2 separate regions of the Hordeum vulgare genome follow, and region 2 is linked to region 1. A link is a contact called in public Hi-C data. All regions are on one chromosome and are shown on one strand. The core of a region is the stretch at or near the end of the contact, and the rest is flanking DNA. Distances in the headings are between cores, read along the strand shown.

What was found. A called contact is a pair of places that touch in the nucleus more often than the background predicts.
Region 2: a contact with region 1 is called in a Hi-C map of seedling, with 1.8 times the contacts expected there. The contact joins two enhancer-like sites. A contact is called at or near these places in 2 of 6 Hi-C or Micro-C datasets (leaf and seedling).

The regions. Positions count from the first base shown.
Region 1 is chr4H:39,888,918-39,895,964 of MorexV3_pseudomolecules_assembly, forward strand. No RefSeq gene overlaps it. Among protein-coding and RNA genes, the nearest start is that of LOC123447779, 200 kb to the right of the region's middle. Within about 2 kb of position 2,539, at least 3 of the 3 cell types and tissues checked have open chromatin away from gene starts, as enhancers often do. A contact at or near this core is called in leaf and seedling, where this site is marked.
Region 2 is chr4H:39,960,551-39,967,469 of MorexV3_pseudomolecules_assembly, forward strand. No RefSeq gene overlaps it. Among protein-coding and RNA genes, the nearest start is that of LOC123447779, 120 kb to the right of the region's middle. Within about 2 kb of position 3,826, at least 3 of the 3 cell types and tissues checked have open chromatin away from gene starts, as enhancers often do. A contact at or near this core is called in leaf and seedling, where this site is marked.

The DNA of each region.
Region 1 (7,047 bases), core at 1,289-3,788:
GCGGCCAACTCCCTCTGTTGCTGTCGGCAATGGTGCAGATTACGGGCAATGTTCTTCGGCTTGGAAGGCGAAGCGGAGGAATGGCCCCCGACGGACGAGGCAGAATGTGTCTCCATCATGGTGTCGGGGACGGGGTGGAAGACACCACGACGGTGGATCGGGACAGGTGGTGAGATGGAGAGCGTGCCGGATGGCGAGGGGTCGGGCGCGGAAATGTTGGCGGGTGGCGGGAGGAGGAGAAATGATTTGAGGGAATTGGTGCAATTTGAGGTAGGGTCAGGCTGTCGGGTCCGACGTGGTGGGCGTGCCCGGGCACGCACGGGCTCCCCCATATCCGCCCTATATTTGAACTAGAAATGGAAGTGCCGGTCAGGCCGGGCGTTTGAGGTCGGTCTGAAAGACCCGTCTGGATCGATTATTTGTGACCGGGCGGCCTGACTAGGCGTTTGAGGAGGGTTTGAGAGGTCCCGGTGTAGATATGTATTCCATGAGTATATATGTAGTTTTAAATATTTGAAACACAAATGTGTGAATTCTGATTTTTGTTTTTCAAACGCATCCGTAGAGCTCGAGCTCCATTTAGCATTTTCACGATATTAGAGTATCTCTGGCAGCACGTGGAAACGGATGTATTTTCTTGTTTCGAATGACGCCAATGACGAGAGTGCAAAACATGCATCCAGAAAGGAACCTGCAAAAACACACATCGTCTAAATGGCCTTGGACGGCGTCCACACGCATGGATGATGTGGACACGATGTGCTGACAAGAATTTCTTCCTGCACAACGAGAAAACTGCAAGCTTGAATGCGATCAACGATTTTTATTTTGAGGCGGAAAGAGTTTTTAGAAACTGAACCAGATGATATATATAACGAATGGAAAACGAGTTGTTCATCGCATGGCGTAGATCAGAGCAAATATCCTATGGAATTATTAACACCTCAAGTATCTTTTTTCTGGCAAAAAAGAGAAAACACCTCAAGTATCTTAAGCAGTCCTAAAAAATAATCTTAAGAACATCTCTACCAGACCCGTAATTGTAAAATTCCAGTGATTATGCGAATTTGGACCGTTTTAACTGCTAGAACAAACATCAAACATCGTAAACGAGGTCCGGCTCGTATTTTTTTTGCAGTGGCCCGCAAATGAAACCCCTTAACCACTGTATATGCGGGTTCGGCTATTGGATACGGGCCCGAACCCTATCCCTCCACCATCGCGAAAAATCCCCACACCTCATCGTCGACGCCTCAGATCCGCCACGCGCGCCTACAATCCGTCGCCTAGCCGCTTCAATCCACCGCCCAAGATGACAAACTCCGATGGACGTGGCAACGATGACCCCGAGAGGGCGTGTCGCGTCAGAACCGACGCGGCGCGGAAGCGCGCCGCCCTGCGGTACACGCGCTCGGGCCTGTCGTCGGCGCCATCGCGAGACAGAGGAGTACGACCGCGCGTGCGGCCGCCTCTTCTCCGGGAGCTCCTTCGAGGCGTCGAGCTCGCGCTCACGCTCCTCGCTTCCCCCGGTGAATAGGGAGATAGAGAGGCTCCCTTCGGTGAAGATGGAGCCCGAGGTCGAGGCGGGGCCGGAGCGATGTGGAGGGGTCGTCGTCGGACCAGAGGACTTCCTCCCCCCGGTGGAGGCGGACACCCTTTTGCCCGCGCTGCTAGCTTGTAGTGCGCGGGAGGCGGAAGAGGACCGACAGCGCCGCCAGAGGGACGAGGAGATCGACACCGTGCTCTACGAGCAGGGTGCCACGTCGGCCCTCGCCTTCGGTGACAAGGTGGAGGAGTGGCGCCGCGAAGCCACTGTGCAGGAACACATCTACGTCGAGCTGTCCTCCTCCGACGGCGATGACTGAGCGTTGCCGCATCTACTACCGCATGAGCTCGAGTGACCTTAATTTTGTGTAGTGCGATAGGGTAGTTATTAGCTTCGGTGAGCTCCGGTAGGGTTAGCTTAGCTCTACCCCCTCTAGTGGTTGTGCAGAATAGAACATAGTATTTATGATCGTATAGTATGTGATGAACTATGAATGATCATTGTGGTTGTAATTTCTTTTGCGAAAGCTTTTTTAAAATTATACAATTTCATATACATGATCTATTCCGCAACATAAGATTTCGCTCCATAAAACCTCGCGTCGTCAAACTCTAAACAACTCTTACCGGTCGCAAAAATGCGGGATCTTCTACAGATGCTCTAAGCAGAAAAGGTTGCTCACCAGGAAAAAGGTAAAATGCTAACGCAAGAAAGAGAAGAATCGTGCTTCTCACTGCTTGATGCTGGCATTCGCACTTTCGCAGTAGCAGAGGATGCGGCAAATTAAGGACGCGACATCAGCTACGATGGGCTAATTATAACAGCATAACGACCAACGGACAAACGAACACCGTACACTGCTGCACCCGCCAAAGGCGTTGGCCGCGACCTCGACATGGTACCCGCCAGTAAACGCGTGCCTACGGCCCAGTCACAGTGTCTTCCCATCGCCTCTCGCTACCAGGTGATCGAGCCGCTACGTAATGGTGCTGGCTAGGCCAGTTACGTGCATAGGCACAACCCAATGCCAGGATGATCGCTGATCGGTGCAGTGCAGCACACCGCTGGCCGATTCTCTGCCCTCCACCGTCTCTTTCTTCGGCAGCTGTCGATCCCAATTTGCCTTGTCTATCATTGTGGGCGATGGTCACAGCACCAATAATCATGGCTTGCTTGATAGGTATCCATGTCGGCGTAATTTGCGTTTTGGCCACTTGTTTGCTCATGAATTACGGCATTAAAGCTTGAAGTGACAGTTTATTACCTTTTATTTTTTTAGTCAGCATATAAATTTTGGTTTAAGTCAAACTTTGTAAATTTGACTGACTTCCTAGAAAAAAATATCAACATCCATAATATGAAATCAATATTATTTGATGCATCATGAATACAATTTGGTATCATATAGTTTTAGTATTGTAGATGTTGACATTTTTTTTAGGTAAACTTGATTAAACTTTGCATATTTCAACGTGAAACAAATCTTCTGTATAGAGTAAAAAGAAGTGAAGAGAGTATACAGGGGTTTCGGTTTCGGTTTAGAGCTCATTTGATATGTAGGATTTTTAAAAGATTTTCGCTGGATTCTGGTGTGATTCTACAGAATCTAGCGAAAATCTTTTACGGGTTAGAGGAATTGATGATCATTTATAACTGAAAAATGCATAGACAGCTGCTTAACAAAAGCTCATCGGCGATAACTTTGATGTGTCATAGTTACTCGTACATATTTTACGGGTTCGTTTAAAAACGGATTATCATTTCTAAATTGCTCGGCCCATGTGTACGTACAGATGGCACTTTCAGACACAGACATGCGGTTGACTGGCCGCACGACGGCTAGCTGGATATGGACCATGGACGCGCACAATATCCAACTTGGCAGGCAACTCCAAGAAACGAACATGGGCGTGCAGGTCGAATATGAGGAAAATGATGATTCGAGAGCGATGTGCGCGCATGACATTTTAGTCCATGCAATGCATCCTTCCCCATAATCAGGTTTGGATACTTTCTTCAGATCGACAAGCGGTGGTGTGGAGGGCGTGGTGGTTTCCTCGGCAGCACATCAGGTCAGATTTGTTCTGACCGATGCGACCGGCGGTGGTGGCCATCTCTTTCGTGAGAGGTGGTCGGCTGGAGGCTGGGTGTTCAGATCTCCGAATCCGTGATCCAGTACTGGCTGCGAGTCGGGGAGACATAGTTGTCGGTGAAAACCGAGCCGACGGCGAGCGATAGCGGCGTTCTACGTCGTTACCTTGATGAAGGCATCATTGTGTGACTTATGTCGACCCACTCGTACTGCTCTGGGGAAACCCTAGGATCTGGTCTTCCAGATCGGACGATGACGATACTGCGGTGGCGTTTCTTTCTTGTGAGCATCGTTTGTGGAGCAGTGCTGGTGGTGAGAGGGAGAAGGTGGAGCGGCTTCGTCTTGCATGGAGCTTCGGTGAAGTTGTCAAGTCATGCCTGGCCGACAGGTGCTACGCTTTGTCATGCCTGGTCGGCAGGTGCTACGCATGACAGATCTTCTAGAGACTTCAAGCTGTGTCGGCTGGTGGTACTTGGCGGCATGGAGCTGAGGTGTACCGGCGGCGACCGCGACGTGCTCAGCAGTTCGCGCGCAGGGTGGTGGTGCCATTGAGCGTCGTGGTGGCATTGACGGCAGATAGATCAGGCAAGGATGATGCGTCAGTACAACTCTGAAGATGGAGTAGTGGCAGTTGGTGGCGGCATATGAGAGCATGCCGGACCGGTGGGTGCCCCATACCCGACAAGTGACTTGGTTGGGGCCTCAGGTCTTAGATATTAGGCTTGTTTGCGAGGTGTGTGGTATTAGGCCCGGACTATCAGCGTCCCTTCATCAGATGGATAGGAGTAGCGACAGTTGTCGCTTAGACGGTGGGTTTAGACTTATTGTTATATTTCTTTATAAGGTCTTTTGTAAATAATTAATAAAATGACTGCATGCATCGTCCAGATGAACGATCTTCCTTTTCTAAAATAATATAATATAATAATAATCAGGTTTGGATTGGATGGATCATCGGCCAGTACGTCTTGCGCAACGTATGTACGCAACCCCCAAAACTCCTCGAGGATGAGGCGGCCCCGTGCACCGCGCACATGCGTACGTAGTACGTTCACGAGCGCGCACTGTGTTGTGAGACCCGTGAGGCCTGTGCATGCAGCAGCGCGCAGGTGAGGCGCGACGTACGATGACCGCAATGCGTGTGCGGTGTGCCAACGCCTGCTTGGAGCTATTAGCTGCCGCCGCTTGCCATACATGCATGCACGGGCGCAGAAGCACGTCGCCGCCGTACCGCGGTGTGAACCCATGGCCGTGAGGAGTTTACGTGTCTCCCTGTTCATATGGTCATGACGTAAGGAAATCAGGCAGCTAATAACATCTTCAACCATGACTTATAAATTCGAACCCTCTAACATCACGGACACGTCTGATCAATGACTGAACGTGTCTTCTATTTGTTCGTCCGTGTGGCCAAACTTTTCTTTTTGTTCGTCATATGTTCCATCACTTGCACGTGATTGACGAAGAGAAAGAAAGAAGAAAATAATAATAAATAAAGAGAAGAAAAAGTGATCCGGGATAGAATCACGTCTTAGGACTGACCAGGCGCGCAATGACAGAGCTAGCTAAGTATGGCTGGAGGGGCAAGGGGGAGAAATGACTATACTTATCTTTAATCTTAGAGCAACTTTAATGGGGCGACCCATTTCGTCACTCGCCGTCCGTTTGGATCGGCGCAGACAAAAGAGGAGGCCCAACACGTCGACCCAAACCCAAATCAAGTCCGCTTTGCGTCCGCGTCGACGCATTTGCGGCCCAAATTTGCGCACCAAATGCGCCGACGCGGACTCGGAACGGACGCCACGCGCGCCTTCTCGTTGTCTGCCGCGTCCCAACCTAGCGGTCGTCCAACTACCCGCGACCTACATGGTCAGCTTAATTTATGACCTCGGGCCCACGCGTCAGCGACGGCGGTCGTCCTTTTTTAAGCCGACCGTGCGGCGGGGCCGACCTCATCTGCTTCCAGCCAGCCCCGTCCCCATCTAGCCACACTCGCTCCCCCATCGCCGGCAAACCCTAGCCACCACAGTCGTGCCAGATGTGGCTCTTCTCCGGCGCCGGCAGCAGCAAGGCCTAGAACATGTCCCCCGCCATTCCCTTTCCCTCGGAGTTCCTCCCGCCTCCGCCGGCGCCGGCTCGCTGGCCAAGGCAGCGCGTCAACGTGCGAGTGCACCAGGCGGAGTGGCACTGGCAGCACTGTGTGCCTCTCCCGTATCCCGACGCCACCATGCCGCATGACTGGCACCTAGATCTGGAGAGGATCCTAGTGTCGGCGGCGCCGCGGTCGGCTAGGGTGCACGCGGAGGAGGTGCTGCGCCGACGGGCGCTCCTGACACCGGAACAACATCGCGACCCTGCCTATGCAACCGACTTGCCCAACTGGGCTCGCTGGTTCGCCTTCGAGCACGAGGAGGCGAGGCGACGTGGCGTTCGCTAAGTCGACCGCACCATGCCACCGCCCCTGCTCGTCGTCCACGAGGAGGACCAGGCGGCCCTTACGGCGGTCTACCGCGAGAGCGAGGAGGACGAGCATCGCAGGGCGGCGGTGGCCGAGCAAGAGGAGGCGGCGTATGAGGCGGCGATGGCGCAGGCCATGGCCGTCTCCGCGGCGGGCGACTGCGTCCTGCCGCCGTTGACCCCGCCATCCCCTGTCAAAGCCGAGCCGGAGCCGTCTCCCATCAAGCGCTACTCTTGGACGGGAATGGTGCGCGAGTGGGTCAGCGCGTCACCGGTCTGGGTTGGGGCGACGCTCGCGCAGGACACGGTGTACCTCATGTTGGAAATATGCCCTAGAGGCAATGATAAAATGGTTATTATCATATTTCCTTGTTCATGATAATCGTCTATCGTTCATGCTATAATTGTATTAACAGGAAACACTAATACATGTGTGAATGAATAGATCACAATGTGTCCCTAGCAAGCCTCTAGTTAGCTAGCTCGTTAGTCAATAGATGATCATGGTTTCCTGATCATGGACATTGGATGTCATTGATAACGGGATCACATCATTGGGAGAATGATGTTGTGGACAAGACCCAATCCTAAGCCTAGCACTAGATCGTATTGTTCGTATGCTAATGCTTTTCTAATGTCAAGTATCTTTTCCTTCGACCGTGAGATTGTGCAACTCCCGGATACCGTAGGAGTGCTTTGGGTGTATCAAACGTCACAACATAACTGGGTGACTATAAAGGTGCACTACGGGTACCTCCGAAAGTGTCTGTTGGGTTGGCACGAATCGAGATCGGGATTTGTCACTCCGTGTGACGGAGAGGTATCTCTGGGCCCACTCGGTAGAACATCATCATGAGCTCAATGTGACTAAGGAGTTAGTCACACGATGACGTGCTACGGAACGAGTAAAGAGACTTACCGGCAACGAGATTGAACAAGGTATAGGTATACC
Region 2 (6,919 bases), core at 2,576-5,075, 73 kb after region 1:
ATCAAGACGGAGAAGTAGATGAGTTCTCCGGCAGCGTGACGACGCTCCGGTGGTGGTGACGATCTATTCCTGCAGGGCTCCGCCCGAGCTCCGCAGAAATACGATCTAGAGGAAGAACTATGGTGTCTAGATCTGAGTTGCACGTGGCAAAAGTTGTCTCAAATCAGTCCTAAATCACCACTATATATAGGAGGGAGGGGGAGGGTAATGCCCGAAAACCTTCCGGTAACCAAATGAAACCATCCTATATATCAATCGTTTCCGGACCATTCCGGAAACCCTCGTGACATCCGTGATCTCATCCGGGACTCCGAAGAACATTCGGTAACCACACATATAACTCAACTATACTAAAACATCATCCAACCTTAAGTGTGCAGACCCTGCGGGTTCGAGAACTGTGTAGACATGCCCCGAGGCACTCCTCGGTCAATATCCAATAGCGGGACCTGGATGCCCATATTGGATCCTACATATTCTTTGAAGATATTATCGGTTGAACCTTAGTGTCAAGGATTCATATAATACCGTATGTCATTCCCTTTGTCCTTCGGTATGTTACTTGCCCGAGATTCGATCGTCGGTATCCGCATACCTATTTCAATCTCGTTACCGGCAAGTCTCTTTACTCGTTCCGTAATACAAGATCTCGTGACTTACACTTAGTCACATTGCTTGCAAGGCTTGCGTGTGATGTTGTATTACCGAGTGCGCCCCGAGATACCTCTCCGTCACACGGAGTGACAAATCCCAATCTTGATCCATACTAACTCAAAGGACACCTTCGGAGATACCTGTAGAACACCTTTATAGTCACCCAGTTACGTTTGTGACGTTTGATGCACAAAAGGTATTCCTCCGGTGCCAGTGAGTTATATGATCTCAGGGTCATAGGAACAAATACTTGACACGCAGAAAACAATAGCAATAAAATGACACGATCAATATGCTACGTTCATAGTTTGGGTCTAGTCCATCACATGATTCTCCTAATGATGTGATCCAGTTATCAAGTGATAACACTTTCACATAGCCATACAACCTTGACTATCATTGATCAACTGGCTAGCCAACTACAGGCTTGCTACGGCAACAGACAACAGCGCCAGAAATTGACACGTTGACGGAGACTGGGCTTGCGTTGGTTTTTCCCTTGAAGAGGAAAGGGTGATGCAGCACAGGAGCAGTAAGTATTTCCCTTAGTTTGAGAACCAAGGTATCAATCCAGTAGGAGAATCTCGTCAAGTCCAGAGTACCTGCGCAAACACAAAAGAGCTTGCACCCAACGCTTTAAAGGGGTTGTCAATCCCTTTAAGATTGATTGCAAAGTGAGATCTGAAGGCAGAAAGTGCAACGAAGTAAAAAGTGTAAGGCTGAAAATATGGTGTGGAGTAGACCCGGGGGCCATAGTGTTCACTAGAGGCTTCTCTCAAAATAGCAAGTATTACGGTGGGTGAACAAATTACTGTCGAGCAATTGATAGAACCGCACAAAGTCATGACGATATCTAAGGCAATGATCATACATATAGGCATCACGTCCGAGACAAGTAGACCGATACTTTCTGCATCTACTACTATTACTCCACACATCGACCGCTATCCAGCATGCATCTAGTGTATTGAGTTCATGACGAACACAGTAACGCCTTAAGCAAGATGACATGATGTAGAGGGATAATCTCAAGCCAATGATGAAAACCCCATCTTTTTACCCTTGATGGAATCAACACGATACGTGCCTCGCTACCCCTTCTGCCACTGGGTGAGGTCACCGCACGGTATGGGCACCAGAACGTGCCCCAGATGGGATCTTGCGGAGACAGAAGCTTGCGGCGGCGAAAAAGTACTTTCGATGATCTCCTGATTTTTTCTGGGATTTTAGGGAATATATAGGCGCAAAACCTAGGGCAGAGGTGGCCTAAGGAGCCCACAAGCCAGGGTGGCGCGGGCCCCCTGGCCACGCCATGAGGGCTTGTGGGGTACCTGCAGGCCCCCTTCCCTGATTCTCCGGCTTCCCGATCTTTTTCTGTTTCAGAAAAAATCTTTTTGGCAGTTTCATTCCGTTGGGACTCCGTTCAAAATCCTCCTCTGAAAGGGGTCAAAAACATGGAAAAAACAGGAACTAGCACTTGACACTGAGTTAATAGGTTAGTCCCAAAAAATATATAAAAGGCATACAAAACATCCAAAGTTTGACAAGATAATAACATGAAACCATAAAAAAATTATAGATACGTTGGAGACGTATCAAGGCTTACTAGGGACATTGTTTTGTCTACGTATCCACACATGTATCTATGTTTTCATTCAATACAATTATAGCATGGATAATAAACGATTATCTTTAAAAAGGAAATATAATAATAACTATTTATCATTGCCTCTAGGGCATATTTTCAACACGCGCACGAGCCTGGGTCACCGCCTCGATTTGAAGTTGTCGCTCTGGAGTGAGCTCGCATATGTGGTGATGAGACTCTGGACCATCCTGACAGAGAGGGAACTGCGAGAGGAGGAGGAGGGCCTTGGGTGGCAGTGGAGAGAAGACGGAGGCGGATGAGCTAGGGCCGGGGGAGCCGTCCGGCTTAAATAGCCGGCCCCGACCTCGGGCGGGGAGCCGGAGCGGCAGACCGTCGGGTTTCCGGCGAGTCCGCATGCGGCCAAGCCGCCAGGCCGACGAGGCGGGCGTGCCCGTGCTCTCCATATCCGCCCTATATTTAGCCTGAAAATGGGGTGCCGATCAACCCGACCGTTTGATGCAGGTTTCAGAGGCTCGTATGGGTCGAACTTTTGTGACCGAACAATGATCGGGCGACCTACCCGGACGTTTGAGGAAGGTTAAGGGATCTGGCTGTAGATGCTGTGACATAAGTATAACGGTTAACTGCATCACGCTCTTTGACGTTCGCAAAATATAAGATGCTTTAAGACAAATGAATGTACGCACACACTCGTTTTGAGAGCATCTACACGCCGAGTCTTCAAATCCTCTTCAAATGTTTGCAAACGCGACCGGCCAGTGACACGAGAGAACGAAGAAATAGAAAACTGACCTAAATGAATCCCTCATATCATAACTATACGTGTGAGTTAACCATGAACCTTCATATTGAGAACTAATGTAGGGAGGATATAAGGACTCACACACGCGTTGAGTCAGTCTGACACATAGAACACGAACCCACACTTGATCATCTTTTTTCTTTCTTTATTCATTCTTTTTCATTCTCTTCATCTTCATCAATCACGTGTAAGTGACCGAACTTACGAGAAAGAAAACAAAAGCATGATTGTAGGGACGGACGAATAGAGGCTTAAAACGAACACCCTTGGTCACCGACGGGGCACGTCTACGGACGTTTGAAGAGTGAAATTAGAGATATGCGGCTGTAGATGCTCTAATGTGTTTAGTCACTCATTTAAGTTTATATATGGTTCATATTAAAATACTCAAAACATTTTATATTTATAACCGATGGAGTACTTGTTTTTAGGTCATTTGGAACTATGTTGGAGTATATTGTTTAGAGGCAGAACAAAACAAACAAAAGTGTCTCCCCTTGAGCGTTTGTAGGCAGGAAAGCCCCACCGTTACAAGTTGTCATGTTTATATATAAAGTTATGACAGCGGCAAATGGAATTGACATTCGACGACGCCCCTATATCGGGCATTTCCCACCCACAAAACGAATCGCTTCGACATCACGCTCTTCGCTCGTCTGTGTATCTTATCCGGTTTTATCCCTGGCCAAACACGAGCACCCTACAATTGTACCACGTACATAGGCACAGCTGCCATGCACTGGAAGTCTGGAAGCGCCAGGACCACGATTCTTCGAAGCCCAGGGGCCCCGCGTGTGTGACAGCAGATGGATTCCGCCCGCATGTTAGGCTAATCATGTCGTTGCTTTTTTCGCGCTGGGGCCTCCTCCTATTAGCAAGTGCGGCGTCCCAATCATCGCTCTGTCCGTCTACACTCGTACAGGACGAAGAGAACCACCGTTTCTCTCGCTATGCCCAGTCATCGGTGTACAACGAAATAAACGACCTTCTCGTTATGTATGTCGACGGAAAAACTGGCTGCATTTTAGTTTAAGACATTGGCCAAAAACCGACGACACTTATCTTGCAACGAAGGAAGTACTTGTTTTTAGAGTAAACTTCAGTTTTCACCCCTCTTTTGACATTTTTGGAATGACTTATCTTATTTGAGAGAAATGAAAATGATAAAATGTGATACAAATTTCGTTAAGGCGGGAAGGAGATGGGGGTCTTGTTCTGCTTTGTAGTAGTGCGGAAGATGATGCGGTGTGTCTCGACCATGTACCGCAGGAAAGACACGCGATGTGTTTCGGTGGGCAGAAAGCCGGACCGGCTAGGAGGGGGAGGCAACTTCACTTACGTAACTGCATCTGTTTTTGGATGTATGACATGTGTGCCAGCCACCTGTTGGGCACATCTGTCATACATTCAAAGAAAGATGCAGTAAGTCACTGAAGCTCGGTCCCTAAGAGCTCAGTCCCTAAGAGGGTGAACAAGGGCGTGAAAAAACCGTCCATGGAGAAAAAAAGGGCGTATCTCGTATGTGTGCCCTGAAAAGTAGAACTTGCTTGATAGAATGTCCTGAAATTAGTTTAAAAGAAAAGATAAAATGCGGCACAAGTTTTGTTAAGTGTGATAAAAGGAATAGGTAATTTGCATCAAAAATAAAAAAGAGGGGGTAAATCTCAAATTCACTCTAATTGTTAGGCTAGTCAAAATAAAAGTATCATAACTAGTATCATGCATGACAACTAGACATTTTTATTAACGTGTCACACGATTAAATGAAGAAAAAGAGGATTGAGTATCACAATATGATACTGTATGACATTAAATGACTTATTATTATGTGTCATGCATAACAACAAATAATGTACCTATGATACTAGGGACCTGTTCGGAGGCCCTCCGGCTCCGCAACCCCACTTCCGGAGTTGGTGGAGCAGCAACTAAAAATCATGAAACGGGGAAAAGGATGCTTCGCAGATCCTTAGATTCTATGGAGCTGGAGGATCATCGAACAACTCCAAAGTTATAATATTATGCATTATAGATGTAGTATCATACACTAGTATCATATATTCCATCCGCTCCATAATATTAGGGTTGCTGGAATATCTGGATGCAAAAGAATGAATTCATTGAAGAATGGTATCCCTAAAGAGAATTGTGTGTGCTTCAAGCTTAAGCAAGATCTTATTTCGGTCGACCATAGAACTAACTTCAAGAGTTAGGTAGAACTTGATCATTGGATGAATTCCTTGGTATGATTTCAACTTTTTTTCCCTTCGTGTTAGAGATAAATTGTTGAATGTTTTTTTTTCGTTCTCTCTTATTACTTTGAATATAGTTTTATTTTTTATAAACTAGTACATGCATACGTGGAATGCACATTGAAATTAGGAAGAAAATTTATGTTGAGCGCTCACCATAGCAATCTAGGTCGTTGGACCGACATGAGTTGAAGGCCGGAATTAATTGGATTTGTTCCTTTGGGTTATTTTATACTAATATAGATATAGATAAAAAAAATACCGCGGAACAACGGTCAAAAAACAATACAAAGTAGTGACAGTATGGATGTGTTGCTTGGTTGAGTGGTAAATAGACACTCATGTTATACTATGAAATAATAGTCCACTTGTCTCCAAATAACTATGGGTGTAAAATTCATTTTTTTCTTTGTTTTTGTTTCTTCATATCTATTTTGCATTATCTTGTGTGCGTATTCATAATTAAATGTCACTTTCATTTCATATTATCGATTTAGCGTTAGCTTGTTTGCGTATTCAGAGTTAAATGTCACTTTAGCTAGCACAAATAAGATCAGCACACATTGGAGATAAATTACAATTACTCTCGCACTGGCCCATGAACTCTCCACTCCTTCCAAACTTCTCAAGAGATAAGCATCACCATGGAGGCGGACATCCTTCTACAATTGGGTCTTTTTGAGATGAGGCCGGTAGACCAGTCATTCATTGAAGCCATATTGGTCCAAAGTTTCTTGTAAGGATTTTGTTACACTTAGGTGTTTGAGCACCATAGACGGAAGAGGTCATCTCGAAACCATATTCCATTATGATGAAGCTTCGTGGTTTCGTTGGGAGCCTCCAATTAAGTTGTGCAGAGAGCCCCAACCTTGTTTGTACAGGTCCGATTGCCGGCTTTAAGGGCACCACTCAGTGGAATCACGACACGTCGCATTGTGTGAGGGCGTGTGGACCATACGGTGGCTTAGTATCATCTTGGGGAGCATTGTACCTCCACACCGCTCCAACGGAGACGTACTCCCCCTCAAAGGGAAGGAACTTCAGAAACACATCCTCGTCTTCATCGGTTCCACTTGTGGTTATTTCTTACCTTTACTTGTATTTACTTCTTGCTTACTATTGTTGTTGTTAGCATCATATATGTTGCTCACTTAGTTGCATATCTAGAGAAGCTATTTGTTGCTATTCTTAATTTATTAAAATAAAATATTAAAATTTGTTAGTTGTCTATTCACCCCCTCTAGTCACCATATCGATCCTTTCAACAACGTAATGGTGTGTCCGAACATCGTAATCGTACCTTATTAGATATAGTGCGTTATATGATGTCTCTTGCCGATTTGCCGTTATCATTTGCGGTTATGCGTCGGAGACAACTGCATTCTCTTTAAATAGACCACCATCTAAATCCGTTGAGACGATGCCATATGAACTATGATTTGGCCAGAAACCAAAGTTGTCGTCTCTTAAAGTTTAGGGATGTGATGCTTATGTCAAAAAGCTTCAACCAGAAAAGCTCGAACCCAAAGCGGAGAAATGGGTCTTCATAGGATACCCAAAAGAGATAGTTGGTATACCTTCTATCTCAGATCCAAAGGCAAA